2 separate regions of the Mus musculus genome follow, and region 1 is linked to region 2. The links are chromatin contacts, called in public HiChIP or PLAC-seq maps. All regions are on one chromosome and are shown on one strand. Each heading gives the region's core, a stretch centred on a gene start, on an enhancer-like site or on the middle of the called end of the contact. The rest is flanking DNA. Distances are from core to core; before and after follow the strand shown.

Evidence for each region. HiChIP or PLAC-seq counts read pairs in DNA pulled down with a chosen protein or histone mark.
Region 1: a contact with region 2 is called in an H3K4me3 HiChIP or PLAC-seq map of intestinal villus epithelium, with 6 read pairs. The contact joins two enhancer-like sites. A contact is called at or near these places in 5 of 484 Hi-C or Micro-C datasets (3T3-L1-derived adipocytes, the Ba/F3 cell line, the HPC-7 cell line and 2 more), 3 of 115 datasets of contacts at active chromatin or transcription factors (embryonic stem cells, intestinal villus epithelium and microglia) and 3 of 9 other capture datasets (adipose tissue, liver and pancreatic islet).

What each region holds. Positions count from the first base shown.
Region 1 is chr10:117,823,540-117,826,617 of GRCm38.p6, forward strand. It overlaps Rap1b (RAS related protein 1b), which reads right to left. Exons shown (of 8, transcript NM_024457.2): 2 at 1,055-1,135. The coding sequence starts at 1,111. Among named protein-coding and RNA genes, the nearest start is that of Rap1b, 21 kb to the right of the region's middle. Within about 2 kb of position 1,307, at least 16 of the 459 cell types and tissues checked have an H3K27ac peak or open chromatin away from gene starts, as enhancers often do. A contact at or near this core is called in intestinal villus epithelium, where this site is marked.
Region 2 is chr10:117,729,833-117,732,986 of GRCm38.p6, forward strand. No RefSeq gene overlaps it. Among named protein-coding and RNA genes, the nearest start is that of Slc35e3, 15 kb to the right of the region's middle. Within about 2 kb of position 1,604, at least 60 of the 459 cell types and tissues checked have an H3K27ac peak or open chromatin away from gene starts, as enhancers often do. A contact at or near this core is called in intestinal villus epithelium, where this site is marked.

The DNA.
Region 1 (3,078 bases), core at 57-2,556, 93 kb after region 2:
CTTCTGCCTCCTGAGTGCTGGAACTAAAGGCATGCACCACCATGCACAGCATTAGGTGGCCATTTAAAAAGACCAAGTAAGATGGTTTATCTTATCGGCAGTAAAGAGAAAGTCAATCTACGTTTGTTTTGAAACACAGTCCCATGTAGCTCAGGCTGGCCGTTAACTCTGGATCTCTCTTTGGCCTCAAGTGCTGGGCTTGCAGGAGTGCACCACCATTCTCTTGGTCTGTGTTCTTGTGGTTCTTTGCTAAATTCTGATTTACTTAAGCTAACTCTGTCTGTCTCCCTCATCACATCCAACTGTTTCTTCTAAAGCTAACCCTTGCTAGGGAAAAGATGCCCATTAAACAATACAAAACTACATAGAGAAAGGCTTGGAAAAAAGACTAATTGCAAATACACACACACACACACACACACACACACACACACACACACACACTTACAAATTTAAACAAAACCCTCAATTTCTCTATATTGCACTAACATGCAAATATACACACATGTGTAGGCCGCTACTCTCTGGAAAGCTTAAACTTAATTCTCATATAACATAAATGCTATGCAGATACACCTAATAATTGTCTAAAATTACAAGAAAAATCTTATATTTCTTGTCAAGTTATGGGATCTTACCTTAATCAGACCAAGACAAATAACCAAAATCATATCTTACAAGAGCTGGGTGTGGTGTACACACCTCTAATTCCAGCACAAGTGAGGACTGTCACGTGGTTAGGGCCAGTCTAGTGTACCCGGAAAAAACTGTCTCAGGAAACAAAACCATAAACAACAAAAGCTGAGCTGTAGCTTGGCTGGAGTGCTCTGCCCCCTGCGGGAAGCCCTTGGTTCTATCCACATCACTATAGGAATGGACGTGGCCTTTAAAGCTGCAACCTCAGCCAGCATTCCCAGAATTATGTAAAGGCAGAAGTAGGAATTTAAAGTCAAGATTTCCATTTGACTACTAAATATGAGAACAAAACAAAAGCCACCTCAGTAGAAAAGACCATAGTGAAGTGAAAAGCTTCCACTGGGCAGGAACGACTTACCAGGGCTGACTTCCCAACGCCTCCTGATCCAAGCACGACGAGCTTATATTCACGCATGGTGCACACTGTCACACTTAGTACCTGGTTAAAGAAGAAGGAAAACAATCTTTAAGTCTTGGTATTTATGTGCTCTTTATAAGACAGCCAGACTAACAGCTTTACATAAAATGATTACTAGACTAGATTCCCATGGGAGCACTGTGCAAGTTTTCTACAGAGTTAGGTTCAAAGTGCGTGCTGTCTCGGTATAGTGCTTGCTGTCAACGCCTTGGCAACTCGAGTCTGATAATCAATCCATGTAGAGGTGGAAGGCAACAGCCAAGTCCACAAAGCTATCCTGATAGTCCCACATGTGATGATGCACATGGTACATGTACTCACACATGCATGTCACACACATGCATAATAATAATGAGGGAAGATACAAAGAGTTACAGACAATACTTTTTAGTTCCCTCTTTTTGGGGCAGAGAAGTATAGTAAATAGCTTATGGGCATGTGACACCACTCTGTTTAGGCGACCCATATACCCTTCTTGACCTGCACCAGAGCAGGCACTAGCCACAGGGAGTTCTAAGACTCCCCTCGCCCCCAACTGTGAGCATCCAAAGACCCACAACTTGCATCCAACTACAAGCACGCTCCACCACAAACAACAGGGTATGTTTTTAAATCTCCCCTAGCAAGTCTCAAGAAGCCCTGTGTCATGGACAGAGAATAATCCTAGATACATTAGGAATAGCATGAGAGGGCAGATCTGCCCTGAACTAGTTTTGGGACATTGTGCAGTAAGGCAAACTGTGCTCAGTGAACTTTTAGAGAATTCCTAAGTACCATCTTATGTTTACCCATAGCTGGGCATTGTATATGATTAAAACTGGATGCATCACGAGAAAGGCAGTGAGCAAAACCAGCCAAGCAAAACAGAGACCCCACCCCACAGCCTCATATTCCCTTTGCAGTCAAACGCCTCCTCTCCTGCCAAGAGCCCATAAAGCAAGGCCCGGGACAACGACCTGGAGCCCTGGGTCCTCCTAATTGAAAGCCTACTCATGTCTCTGCAGCACACCTGACATGTACTATTGCTCTGCTTTTCCCTTGTTAGTATGCAATCTATGTGCACTTCCTTCAATTTACTAATTAAGACCCAAGAATCTAGAAGCAAGCATTAATAATAATTTCAATTAGAATATCCAAGGGAAAAGGAGAAGAAAAAAAGAGGGTTGGGGTGGTGGCTGAGAAACATCACTAAGAGCTTTTTACGACTTACAAGCTAACATGACATACCTACCCCTCTTTTCTCAAACCATCTTAAGACAACAGTAAACAACCTGAACCACATACAACTATCAACTGTAAGTAGCTGAGAACAGGCATATACTCAACGAATAGAGGAAAATCCCTGTTCCCTGGGACAATGTTCTAGAAAAATGACTGTGACATGTAGAACTGGAAACACAGCATCCAGGCACGATGGCGCATCCCTACAATCTCAGAACTCTTAAGACACAGGCTTGAGGCTAACCTGAGCCACACTGTAAGATCCCAGCTCTACAGTTCTTCCATTCTGCAGTCCATGATAACTTACTCCTGCCTCTGCAAGTTTGCCAATCTTTAAGTTTCATAATTTACCTCAAATCATAAAAGCAGCAGTCTGCTCTGCCCAGGGGAGGCAGTTTTCTAGTATGGTCAGTTTTTTGCTTAAGTAAGTAATAACTGTATGCTTAGTATTTCCTGCCTTCTCATGCTGAAGACCCTCACAGCCTCACTTCAGAAAGCTCCCCAGGTCTAGCAGCACTGTCAGAGGCTCTCATCTGACTCCTTGAGCTCATCTCCCTGACCTGCTACAGCAAGACTTGTAACCAAGTAGCCTATGGAGAAGGCAGCTGGCTTTCTGATTCGCACTGTGAGTGGAACCACTTGTCAACACTGTTTGATTCTTTGCTCATCTATCTGTGAGGTTTTGTCTCACATTTGTTTTGGCCTGGGTGGTCTTGCTTTCACCTGTTACAGAGAACGCAGGG
Region 2 (3,154 bases), core at 354-2,853:
CCTAACCCGGCGGTTCTCAGCCTTGCTAACGCTGTGACCCTTTAATACAGTTCCTCATGCTGTGACCTCCAACCATAACACTATTTTCATTGCTATTTCATAACTGTAATTTTGCAACTGTTATGAATTGTAATGTAAATGTCTGATATGCAGGGGAGAGCTGGTGGGCTGACCAACTCAGTAACCACCCAGGTCCAGATCATCAGGGCTTTGAGTTGACCCAACCCAACATCCACCTCATCTATGAACGTCTGGGGCTCATGAAGTGGCCGGACCTGCAGATCCAAAGCAGTAGGACCTCCATGTCACAGAGCAACAACAGGATATCTGGGAGAAGCCCCAGTAAGGATCCAGCATTGATAGCGAAGCAGAAGCCAGAGGTGGAGAAACAGACCAGTGACTCACGGCAATGAACATCTGCAAGTAAAGATGTGTGGACAGAAAGGTATAGCGTGTGACACACTGTGACACACCGCAGCTTCCACGGTGAGATCTTCTATGTTTTGTTTCCTTTTGGTGGGGAGATTGCAAGGGCAGGGGTTAGATATGGAGGGATGGGGAGATGAGTGGGGTTGGGATGCATGGTGTGAAGTTCACAATCAAGGCTGGAGAGATGGCTCAGTGGTTAAGAGCACCGACTGCTCTTCCGAAGGTCCTGAGTTCAAGTCCCAGGAACCACATGGTGGCTCACAACCATCCTTAATGAGATCTGATGCCCTCTTCTGGTGTGTCTGAAGATAGCTACAGTGTACTTAGATATAATAGTAAATATATAAATCTTTATATAAAAAAAGAAATCCACAATCAAATGTTTTAAAATGTTTATGTAAAAAATTTTAAAATTACTAAAAACAAAGAAAACCGAACACGACACCCAGTTGCTCAGGGATGCGCCCAAAATTGCAAGTGACAGCTATAGGCACCCTTACTCAATGGGGCTCTCCTTCCCAACCCGGAACAGGCAGCCCGCAGCCTGGTAGCTGCTTCAGCAGCCACTGGTCTGCCCAGGCTCTTCTCGAAACTCCGGTGATTCTGAACATCCACAGCCAGCCTGGGATGTTTAAGAATTGGAATGAGCTGGCCGGTGGTGGCGCACGCCTTTAATCCCAGCACTTGAGAGACAGAGGCAGGTGGATTTCTGAGTTCGAGGCCAGCCTGGTCTACAGAGTGAGTTCCAGGACAACCAAGGGTACACAAAGAAACCCTGTCTTGAAAACCAAAACAAACAAACAAAAGAGTTGGAATGAGGCACAACCAGCCATCTCACCATCTCTGTCCCTTGGATCAAATGATATAAGAATCTTCAACTTTGCTCGAGTTCCACAGATGAGATGACACAGGACCTGCCCTGACTACAAGGCAATAATGAGAAACTGGCTCACTTAAACTTTTAGAGTAGACACGAGCAAATATGAATGTTTCAAACAAAACCCAACGTTAGTCTTTTTTCTTTTTCTCCCTCCCACATTTTTGTTATATATTCTGAGGGCTGGAGACGGCTCAGCAGTTAAGAGCCCTTGCTGCTCTTGAAGAGGACTTGGTTCTTTCCCCAGGATCCACATGGTGGCTCCCAAGCCCTCTGTAACTCTAGTTCCAGGGTGTGGAATGCCCTCTTCTGGCCTCTGCGAGAATCAGCCGTGCTTGTGGTAGAGACGTAGGTGCAAGGGAAACACTATCTGCATGAACTTTTATCTTTTGACTCTTATGGTTGTGGTCAACAAGTCTCTCCATAATTCTCTAAGATGTACAGGCTGTGGGGGTTGGCTTGGCTCTTCAGCTCCAGCCAGAGACAGATCAGGAGGCCCGCCATTGCCACAGGGAGTCCTAGAAGATCTCAGACTGATTCTATGTCTCCCAGGGTGACTGGTAAGACCCACCCACTCCTGTCCCCGCAATGAATGTAGACCTGATTTCTAACTGAAGAAACAGGAAACGGAGAGCGCACGCTAGGTACAGAATATTAGGTTGGAAAAGGGAAACCTTAAAAGTTAAACATTTAGCTGGGTGTTGTGCCTCCCAGCTATAAGCCAGGTGCTCTGGAGGTAAAGGCAGGAAGAGTGTATCAATCTCGGTTACATATCCAGGCCAGCCTTGGCTGCGGGAGGCCCGTCTCAAAACAAGTGAATTTACTGTGCTTTCAGCGACTAAGGTTGTTCTGAAACAAATGTTAAGGTATTAGTGATTTTAACATAGCAAGTCTTTTTTTTTTTTTTTTTTTTTTGGTTTCTCGAGACAGGGTTTCTCTGTGTAGCCCTGGCTGTCCTGGAACTCACTTTGTAGACCAGGCTGGCCTCGAACTCAGAAATCCGCCTGCCTCTGCCTCCCTGAGTGCTGGGATTAAAAGCGTGTGCCACCACGCCCAGCAACACAGCAAGTCTTAAGAGGTTAAAGACTGAAGCTTAGGAAAGGTGGTATTCAGAGAATGGTTTCTTTATACTGTCATTACTACTGAGATAGCACAGAACACACACACACACCATCCAGATGCACACAGGCAGGCCCAAGGCTGCAGATAACTAACCTGACCCTCAACAAATAGGCTGTCTTCTCTTTCCAACCCAGACCAGGCGGCCTGCAAGCATCAGATAGCAGCAGTCTCACTAGGCAACCCCGAGTAGGTCTAGAATTCTGTATATAGATTAGGAGGGCTTCTAATTCAAAGATCCACATTCCTTGGCCTCTGAGGGCGTTGATTAAAGGCGTGTACAGCCACACCTGACTCCTTCCCATTACCTTAATGCTTTCTGTTTTATTTAGACATGTATGTATATATATACACTGCATGCAGAATTAGAGGAAGCCAGTAGGTGTCCTCTGTCATGCAGCCTTGTTCCGGAGAGACCTCTCACAGAAACTGGGCTGGACCCATCAAGCCCTGGGGAATCCTCCTGCCTCTCTATCCCACACAGTACTGGGTTTAAGGGTTTCCACATAGTTGCACCTAGCTTCTATTTTTAAAACTTTATGTGTAGGGCCAAGCTGGATGGCACAAGCCTTTAAGGAGACAGAGATCCCTGAGTTCAAGGCCAGCCTGGTCTGCATGGCTGTTGTGCCTGCACGTCTGTCTGTGTACCACTTGTATAACAGGTACCCGTGGAGCCAGGAAAGGCCATCCATCTCCTGGAACTGGAGTTATAGATGCTTGTGGGCTGTC